Regions from separate parts of the Xenopus laevis genome. Here region 1 is linked to region 2. A link is a contact called in public Hi-C data. All regions are on one chromosome and are shown on one strand. Each heading gives the region's core, a stretch centred on a gene start, on an enhancer-like site or on the middle of the called end of the contact. The rest is flanking DNA. Distances are from core to core; before and after follow the strand shown. Region 1 has its middle 25 kb from the start of LOC108716523. Region 2 holds the start of saysd1.L (SAYSvFN domain-containing protein 1).

Region 1 (5,392 bases), core at 280-2,779, 89 kb before region 2:
TACAGGCCCACCTGCCTGCTGGCTGGGGATGGTCTTTTTTGCTATTTGAACAGCTCTGCCCCCCCCCCCCTTCATAATAGAGAAAATGTAACAATATGAGATTTGGGGGCTAAAGAAACAATAACAAGGTTACAAATGAGCAACGGGTGATCCTGTATTTGTGCCTTGCAGCTCCAAACCAGGGGATGGGGGGGCATATACTAAATATTTGGGCATTTAAGGCTTCATATGATTTAGGATGTTCTATGTGTCACTGCCCACCCCTGGGTTCAGTCTTACACTCAGCTCAAGGGATTTGTGGGGCAGGGGATGGGCAGCTGTGACTCTGTGTCTGACTTCAGCATCTCATCCACTGGAGGCAGCACTGGGGCAGATCCAAAGACCAGGGGGTTGGGAGACCTGATTCTACCCCACCGTGATCCCTGTAGGGCAGTGTCATGCATGTAGTGTATTTCCATCTGCTTTGTTAAAGGTAATATGTGGTGCCTGATAAATATTTGGGGTTTCTTTAGAAATGACCTCATTATTGGAGCACCTCATAGATCTGGTCTAGTCAGAGTCAGTGGAACCAGTGAGTGACGGGAAAGCAGGTCCTGGGGTAGATTTTGGGTAGATTGGGGCAGAGAAGGGATAAGATAACTTAAACAGGAGCTGGAATTATCACAAATTAGGGTTTAAAAGAAAGGCTATTACAAATTGTCCTGCTAAAAAAAAGTAAACATAACTGCTGTGCCCTCTGCCGTATACAACAGCCATACAGTAAATATTGTTTGGTGCTTGATTCATTGCATGCCACAAATCACAAGTGCCTAATCGCATGATATGCTAATGTCTTCATTATACAACATTAAGCGATCATGTGACCCGATGTAATTAACTGCATCATTACATGAATAAACTGTGTGACAGCACTGAGTATATTGGGTAGGAATGAGGTGACTGTTGTCACGATAACGATGATGATGATGATGGCTCGTGTAGTAGGATTACGACGATTCCCATCTCACCACTTATTGAATACACATGCTGCAAGTATGGATCAAGGATTGTGTGCAGTTATAAACACACATTTCTGCCATGTAATAAAGTATGGAATGTAATATAAATTGGAAAGTTTGCAACAGGTCTAGTAACCCATAGCAACCAATCCACAGGTAACATTTGCTGGCAACATGATTGAAAGCAAACTGGTTAGATCTTGCTCAAACTCTGACTGGTATCACATTACACTACATTGATCTGCCATTGGTCAAGCTGTGACTGCCAATCAGAACTGTAGGGAAAAAAGATAAGGCTGCCCCTCCCATACATGGCTTAATAAGATTATTGGCTTGTGAATGGGGCAAACAATGTCTTCCTCAACTGATACCTGGTCAGCATGGTTGGACTGGGTGGGCAGGACACTGGGAAAAAAACTGGTGGGCCCCACCAGCCCAAACACACTCACTCCGCCTGAAACTGTGCACTCCCTTAACTCCCTTTGCTCCGATAGATATGAGAAAAGTAGGTATGCACTGGTGGGGGTAATGTGGGGGAGGGGGGTTGTGGCTGGGTTGAGGGTCCCGTGGAGTTGGTGGGGGGACAGGGGCCCAGGAGGGTGTGTGTGCAGGCCCCTTATGCAGAAGCTCCATTGGGCTCAGACTCCCCAGTCCAACACTGCTGGTCAGACAGCTAAAGGCAGGTTTGAAAATCCCATCAGGCAAGGAAGGGTCTGATTTGCCCCAAATGATTGGATCAATCCGATGTGACCCATCACCTGGGTGCAGGGCAGCCATCAGGGGGGGGGGACAGGGGAGAGAGTTGTAGGAGGCCCCGAGGGTAAGGGGGCCCGGCCACACCACACTTACTTGATTAGTCGGGCCCCCCATCTTTCTGAGAGCTGCTGACTTCGGGAAGGCATGGACATTTAAGGGGCCCTGGCCACCAATTTTCTTATAATGTGGGGGGGGGGGGCTTGGCCACCAATTTTTTTTTCTCATGTGGGTTCCTAGCCACCAATATTTTTTAATGGGGAGGCCATGGCCACAAATGTTTTTTTTATTGGAGTCCCTGACCACCAATATCTATTTATTTTTTATTAACATGTGGGAACCCTAGCCACCAATATTTTTTTTGTTTTTTTACTGTGTGGTGGGGGGCGGACCTGTAGGTGGGGCTTGCGGTGGGCGCAGCCCAGGGGGCTCAGGAAATGTTGTCGTATGGGGCCCTGTGATTTCTGATGGCGGTCCTGCCTGGGTGTCATTGTCACTGATAAATTTGCTCTAAATGATTGGATCTCTGTGTATATGGGCAGTTAAACACAAAGAAAGATGGGGCACCACTATGTCATACCTCCCAACATTTAGAAACTATAAAGAGGGACAAAAAGTTTTGACGCGTGCAGCACATTGACAATTTTTGGCCACACCTGTTTTATGACCACACCCCAGTCCATTTTACATAATTTGGCAGGTAATGAACGTTTGAACACGTTTCTGTGGGGGGTGGGTTTATGTGTTATTACAGTTTTGCTAATGAAACTGAATTGCCCTTTAAGCTGCAAGTCACAGTTTCCCCAAGAGATCTGCTTATCTTAAATAGTAACAATTGTATCTTAAATTGTGACAAATGTATCTAAGTGCAGCTGCTGAATGTTCCTAGCTCTCTGCCAAAAGCCAATTAAGTTTTATAAACATTGTATCCCTTTCTGGCTGTTCAGTGCAGGAGATCAAGGAGGACGTCGGGACATTTCAGTAACAATCTGGGACTGCTGGTTGAGCTGTCAAAATTGGAAAAACGGTTGGGAGGTATTCTATGTGGGTTTTATCTAAAAGTTTTATCTACAAGTAGAACCCAAGATGGCGGCGTCTTTATTTGGCAGATGAACATTATTCTCCCCCCCTCGCTGCATCTGTGCCGGTAGCTATGGGCGCTCCCTTCCCAGGAATTCTGCACATACCACAGCTGGTGTGGCCTCCAGACCCACTTACACACAGCTCAGCAGTGATACTCGGTGCTGAACAGAACTGACAATCTGTCCTGCTGGCTCCCATTATAAGGGCGCAAAAGAGTTCACTGGTGCACAAGACTTGTGTTTGCAGGGCAAGTCCTTGCAGTTTTATTAATAGGGAAGAGCAACGTTTCGGGCATCACCCCTTTGTCAAGCTGTTTCATGTTCCAATTATAAGGATAACAGATCCTGTGAGGGATTTATGAGATGTTGCAACTCTGAAAACCTTACTGGGCTTTACTGGGCAAGTAGAGTCTGGACCAGTATATATATCAGGGCTGTGGTTGAACTGCACCTTGTGGGACTTGTAGTTTAACAGCAGATGGAGGATAGTCAATAGCTAAGGCAGCCAATACCACCACCCCCTAAGGATCGGCTCTGCCCGGAATAACTGTTAGTAATAAACCCACTGTCTGTGGCTGAGAATAAAGTCAGATTTCCTCCCGGATCCAGTGACAGATTTGGGGGGTTGGTGTGTGTAGGAGATGAAGGGAGAAACCAACTCCATTCCTGCTGATTGTGCCAAGGAATAACCTGATATCTTTGGCTCTGGAGCTCAGTTTATTTGAGCTGGAATGTCCTTATCAATTATCCAGATTCTGGGAAGCATCAGCACTCGGAAAATGTGCTTTATGGGGTGCACCGGACTCCCAGGAGCCAACGTTTGTTATTGAAGGCAGAGGCCACATACTAATGCAAGTCATGCCACAGACTGCCCAGTGTCAATGGGCTGAGCCTATAGTTCCCCCAGGATGGTTATTGTAAAAGGCATTACTCCAGAACTAAAACTCCCAGCACCCTCCCCCCAAAAGCAGAAAGCATCCCCGTCTCCTTTCACATTCAGTCTGCAGTCAAAGCCAATGGGATTGCATGCTTAATATTTACTATTACAGTCAGACACAAATCTGTACATTTATCTACTTGTTATCAGTAAAATATCATTAATGGAGAACGAAAGCTTGTGATAGTGATACTGACACTAAAAAATTAATTTTAGCATATGAATGTACATTAAATGTTACCTATAGGTCATGTTGATCATTTTTTGCTGAGAGGTTTGTTTTTGTATATAATTGTTAGTTGAAGTTCCTAAGCCTGACTCTCTGACACTCTGACACTCTGACTTTGCCAACCTGACTGTCCCATCTCAGCCTGTTAGTTACAGTTTCTAATGCTAACGGACTCCTGCTGCACAAATATGGCAGCCCCCTCATACAGGAACATGGGGGATCAGACAGGTAATGTAAAAGCATCATGCAAATACTTTATGGCAAAGTTAGAAGTAGCTTGCAAAGCCAATATTATAATAGATGTAAAAAAAAGTTTAATTTCAGGTGTCAGTATCTCTTTAAAGGACAAGGAAAGTATAAATCACTTGGAAAAGTATAAATCACTTTAGAATCAAGGAAAGTATAAATCTAATTGGATTGCTAAAGGCTAAAAAGGGAAGATCTGTGCCCCCAAAAATGCTCCCAGTAGCTCCCCATCTTCTTTTATGCTGATTCACTAAATGCAGAATATATACAATATAACACTCACAACACAAGGCTGAATAGTAATGGATTCAGATTCACATTACATGGCAGCATAGAAACCAGTGCAGTCTGCATCAGAATTGATTCATAATCAGCCCTGTAGCATCAGCTTCTATGACAGATGAACCTCACTTTCTGTTTCCCCGACCCCTAAGCTTAGCTTCTCCCCAGCAGCCCGGAGCCCACTGAGCATGTGCAGTGCCACTGACACACAAAAGATGCCTAACAAGATCCAAGATGGGGAGCTGGATCATTACTGTTATAGGACTGATGAACCTCTGGGCTGGTACAGTAAGTACAGTATATAAAATACAGCATTTCTCACCAGATTATTTTTAGGGTTGATTTTCTTTACACCTAAAGCTAAATCTGATTCGGGTACTGTGAATCATGTATTAAGCTAAGTACAAGCTGACTTTTATCAAAGTCAAAGTGACTGTATTAGTTTCCCTTTCTATGTGCAGATTCTGTCTGTATCAAGAAAAGGGGCTTGCAATCCATTGCAACAAACTGACCAACCCAATTAACTCACTCAAGAATAGGTGAAAGCCTCTCAGAAATCCAGCCCAGAGGCTTAAATACAAGGGAATATGAGGGACAGACAGGTTAGAATGTGGACAGAGAATATGTGGGGTAGAAAGCTGAGACTGTGTGCAAACAAATTGTAAGAAGAATTAGGACAGAATGGTTAGAATGAGAGTAACGATGGATAGAATGGGTGGGATAGAATGTTTAGGATAATTGGGATAGATTGGGTAGAATGAGTGGGATAGAATGGGTTGAATAGGGTAGACCTAGTTAACGAGATAGAATGGTTAGAAAAAATAAGGTGAGTGAATAGAGAGGCCCTCAGAGTGCATTAGAAGAG
Region 2 (5,185 bases), core at 1,618-4,117:
AGCCTGCCATATTGTTCATGGGTTCTGCCATGGGCACATACAAAGGATCATACAAAGTCAATGCAGGGGATACAGGTATATATGGCACTGGCCTAGCCACTCGCCAGTAGTAAATCCAAGTGAAGAAGAATGCCAATACCTGTGCTTGCAGAAAACGGGGTGATCCCAAATTTATTCAATGGTGCTTCATAACACTTAACAAACGATCAAACGTTTCGGGACCCCATGGCCCTTCCTCCGAGGAAGGGCCATGGGGTCCCGAAACGTTTGATCGTTTGTTAAGTGTTATGAAGCACCATTGAATAAATTTGGGATCACCCCGTTTTCTGCAAGCACAGGTATTGGCATTCTTCTTCACTTGGACATACAAAGGATCACCCAGTTGGCAGCTATTATAGTTCCACTGTGGAACAGTTCTGCAGACTAACATACTGCTGAGATGAGAGCCTGGGTTCCCTGGGGTATAAAGTTGGGATATAAAGTTATATATTATGACCTCTGGGCACCTACATTGACAATGGGGTTTCCCCAAAAATCCCTGTATATTTGGCAATGACGGTACTAAGCGGCCAAACTCTGTGCAGCAAAGGGCCCCACTAAAGGGGCACATACCTGGATCATTGCAGTGTTTATAAACCTTAACATGGAATGGACCACTTATTAAAATCATAGGGGGTGATACTGAAGGTTAAATATGTGGGGTGCCTTTTGTTTAAATTGTGTATTTATATCAACACCAAAGAGGGCATTAGTAAAGGAGAAGCAGTGAGAAAGGCAAACATTGTCATGTAATAGTGTACATAGTGGGGTGGGGTATCTTGCCCATACAGGGCTAGTAGAGCTGGGGGCCACAGTTACATATAAACAGCTTATGTAACGCTGCAGGGCACCATGTAACTGCCTGGTTAATAAGGGTGGTTTGTAATGTTTCCCTTACCCCAACATTAGCCACAGTACTAGGCCCTCTGTGTGCATTGAAGAGCACCCATCATCTCTCCCCCCCCCCCCCCCGGAGGTATATGTTAACATAGCCCACACTCCTGATAGACAAAACAATAGAACTTTTCTAAGAAAAGTCGCCTATCAAGTGATCTGCCCCTCACCAGGTCAGTTTGTCCCCTCCAATGTTTCCTCTAAGGTGTGCGCTCGTGCACAAAAACCTTGAGGCCAGTGCAACAAATAAAAAAAAAATAAAATTTGTATTATTTCTGACCTGAGCAAACAGTTTTTAAAAACTGTGCGCACATATTTTTTGCGCACATAGCTAAGAAAGAAATAGAGGGAACATTGGCCCCCTGACCCCACATAATTAGTGAACTGAGACACTCACTCATTATGAACATGCGAGTGCCCCAATACAACCACACACACAAGAGCTTCCCTCCAGGTGCAGGGGCCAGAGGAGTCAATACATGGCAAGAACATTCAACTGTCTTACTCTTCTGGAATGTGGGCTCTGTTAGGCTGTACCACCCACGAGGGGGGGGGAGTTTTTAGGCGACAGGTGCCCTTTAATTAGCCTTTAATTATTACTCGGCCAGATGTCGATAAGGCAGGTTTGATTTTCAGTCGAATCAGGGACCAGGTCGGCTAGTATTCACACCATTGCAATTTGTTCATTTGGTCCTAGGGCCAGCAATCTTATTCAGTTCTGATACCGTTCAACGTAGGTGGGCATATTGGAAGAGGATCCACTCTTTTGGCGATTTCTCCAAATGAGCAGATATTATAGTGTAGGGCCACCTTGAAGGAGCAGTAACATCCAAAAATTAAAGTGTTTTAAATTAATAAAAAAATAATGTACCGTTGCCCTACACTGGTAAAACTGCTGTGTTTGCTTCAGAAACACTACTATAGTTTATATAAATAAGCAGCTGTGTAGTCATGGGGCAGCCATTCAAAGGAGAAAAGGTTCAGGTTACACAGCAGATAAGCTCTGTAGAACATAATGGTGTTATCTGTTATCCACTATTTAACCTGTACCATATAGACTTTTTTCAATTTCTGCCATTGCTACACAGCAGCTTGTTTATATGAACTATAGTAGTGTTTCTGAAGCAAACACATCAGTTGTACCAGTGCAGGGAAACATTACATGATATTTTCTTTACTTTAACACTTTCATTTTTGGTGTTCTATGTAAGAGACATTATAGGGCCAGGACAGAAGGAATATGTGGAGTCGGGGAGTATGTGGGGTAGGGACAAATGTGTGGGGGAGAGGGAAAGGGCTCGGCTATGGGTTCCCCTGTGGGACTGCAAGTACTTAGAGCAGTTGAAGAACAGACTGAATTAGCTGTTAGGAGAGGAGACACAGCTGCAAGAAGCCCATCAGTAAGAGAGGCAGAGACAGTGACTACTTGCCACACGGCCACAAACACCCCTACAAATGGCCCATATTGGGCTCCCCCGGCTAATAAGCCTGACCCTGGCAGCACTTCAGAGTCAGTCGCATATTAATGTTACCGGTTGGTGCTGGGCTGCATCCCTCACACAGGCATATGTGAATATAATGCAGGCAGCCCCTGACGTCGCAAAATGTGACCTCAAAGACACAAACAGATGTTTAGACAGGAAACTCATTTTCTTCCTAGCTCTTACTTCCGCCTCTTAATTGAGACAGTCGCTATCATTCCCGCGAATTCTAACCAATCGCTAACAGCCCTACGTGAAGTCACATTATTTTTTTCCGGGCCGCCCTCAGAAAACCGTGAACCAATAGCTATCATTCAATCTGAATTCATCCCTCCCTTTACGGCTGCCGGGACTCTGGTAAACTTTGTACCGCCCCTGTGCCAAATGAGCCAATCGCTACCCTGGAAAGTACTCGATAAATCCCGCCTCTCTTCTGCATCAACCACTCATATTGGTGTTCGTGCTCTACTCTAAACGTTAATTTGTCACTTTCTTACAGCTCATCAATGTATTGCAGCAAATCATCTTACTCCAAATAAGCCTCCCTTGTTCCGTGTTATGGCCCTCCTCTACAGCTGACTGGAACCAGAAGATTTTCTTGTGGTCTGAGGTAATATCAATCTCCCCATATGCTTCTACCCCTGTACTTCCTGACATTTAACCCCTGTATCACTGGGTATCTTGCCCATGTTCTGTATGTATCCCTGTACAGAGCCGAGTAGTGGTACCTACCTCCTCATGTAATGAGTCAATCTCCCCTCTACAAACTTCTAGTGGTACATTCCCCTTGCACTGCCTGACTTCTCGCTGCTGTATCTTTATTACCCCTGTGCTGCCTAATTACCCCTGTCCCTTCTGGGCACGTGTTACCCCTATGGCCCTGCCCAGTGTCTGTGTGTTCCACTGGCGGTGGCATAAATGCAATTTACTGGGTCCCCAAAACTAAACAATTTTAGTTCCCCTTGACATTGGGAATAAGATCTTTTCATAAACATTTATTCAACTTATTGTCAGGGCCCCAGGGTCACTTCTACTACCCCATTTCCCAAAAATATGGGACACTGAGTAAAATGAAAACAGAAAGAGAATGAGATAATCAGCGAATTAGTTATATCTGGTATTTACTTGCAAATAGTACAGCGGCAACCAGGGCCGCCATCAGAAATCACGGGCCCCATACAGCAAAATGTTCTGGGCTCCCTGCTCCCTGCCCACCCCAGATCCCACCCCAGATTCCGCCCACACCACAGTTAGAAGTCCACACCAGCACTAAAAACTGCAAATCCCATCACTCACAAGTTCTAAAAAGCCATGGGTGGTCAGGGTCCCCTTATAATTTAAAAAAAAATGGCAGCCAGGGTCCCACATAAAAGATTTTAAAAAACATTGATGGTCACATTGATGGTCAGAGCCCCCCTACAAGTTAAAAAAAAAAATCATTGGTGGTCAGGGCGCCAAGGCCCCCTTACATGTTTAAAAAAAATTGGGCCCCCAGAGAATATTTAAAAAAATAAAAAAACATTGGTGGCAGGGGCCTGTAATGTATTAAAATAATACATTGGCGGCTAGGGCTTTAAAAAATAAAAAAGAGACATTGGTGTTCAGTAGAACTGAACTCGCGGCTTCAGGACTTCAACTTCAACTCCTTTTGTGACTTTCGCATCTTATAGCTGCTTCAGGACTTCATGTTCGGCCCCTTTTTGTGACTTTGGGTGTTTTTGCGGCTTTGGGATGTGAAGTTCGGCTCTGTACGTCACTTCGGGTCTTTTCTGGGCTTCGGGACTTCAGAGGTTCAGGAAGAGGAGGCACGTCTTCGGCGGCTCGGCACTGCCAAGGGGGGTCCGGCTATTTCAAAAACAGCAGCACAGCCGGGCCCCACTTTAGGCCCGGGCCCGGTACAGTTGTTCCCCCTGTGCCCCCCTGATGGTGGCCCTGGTGGCAACAGATCAGTCGCTGAAAGTGAGAAATATTATTATATCCTGTGGGGCAGCAGTGGATCTGTCAGGGTCTGGGCAGCTTTAGGCCAAAGTCACATGGGACATACGCTTCCTTCAACTTGCGTCTTGTAGGCAGACAAAGAGCAACAAATCTTCTCTCACCACAGTTCAATGTAGCTGCACAGAGCAGAGATCAAACCGAACATGCACGCCTTTGCCTTTTTTTTTTTTTTCAGGCAAATCTCCATCCAACGCTGTGCCTACCAGGACTGCCAATGAGAGCGGATCCGCTTCTTTCTGCCTACAAAACATTCCATAAATCAGAGGAACAATTTGAAGCCTGAATTACTCATCAGAAAAGGGTTTATTTATACTGCCACTAGACTCCAACATTGGGCCAGGTACCCTCAAGTCACCCCAAACAACAGTTAAGGGATCCGTTATCCAGAAACTCATTTTCCAGAAAGCTCCAAATTAGGGAACGGCCTTCCCCTATAGACTACTTTTTATCTAAATAATCCAAATGTAAAAAATATATATATTTCCTTTTTATCTGTAATAATAAAACAGTAACTTGTACTTGATCCCAAATAAGATATAACCTATTGGGTTTATTTAATGTTTACATGATTTTCCAGTAGACTTAAGTTATGAAGATCCAAATTACGAAATGATCCGTTATCTTGAAAACTCTATGCCCTAAACCAGGGAGGGGTCCTCAACCTTTTTGTTTTTTTTTACATGTGAGCAACATTTACATTTAAAAAGAGTTGATGAGCTACATAAACATGTAAATAGTTCCAGTGGGTGTCAAATAAGGACTGTAATTGTCTA

Evidence for each region. Hi-C and Micro-C count contacts between places; a contact is called where the count stands out from the background.
Region 1: a contact with region 2 is called in a Hi-C map of the XL177 cell line, with 2.5 times the contacts expected there. The contact joins the enhancer-like site here to the promoter of saysd1.L in region 2. A contact is called at or near these places in 2 of 4 Hi-C or Micro-C datasets (the XL177 cell line and animal cap).

Annotation. Positions count from the first base shown.
Region 1 is chr5L:23,442,383-23,447,774 of Xenopus_laevis_v10.1, reverse strand. No RefSeq gene overlaps it. Among protein-coding and RNA genes, the nearest start is that of LOC108716523, 25 kb to the right of the region's middle. Within about 2 kb of position 1,529, at least 1 of the 7 cell types and tissues checked has an H3K27ac peak or open chromatin away from gene starts, as enhancers often do.
Region 2 is chr5L:23,355,205-23,360,389 of Xenopus_laevis_v10.1, reverse strand. saysd1.L (SAYSvFN domain-containing protein 1) reads left to right here and starts at 2,867. Exons shown (of 3, transcript XM_018262712.2): 1 at 2,867-3,024.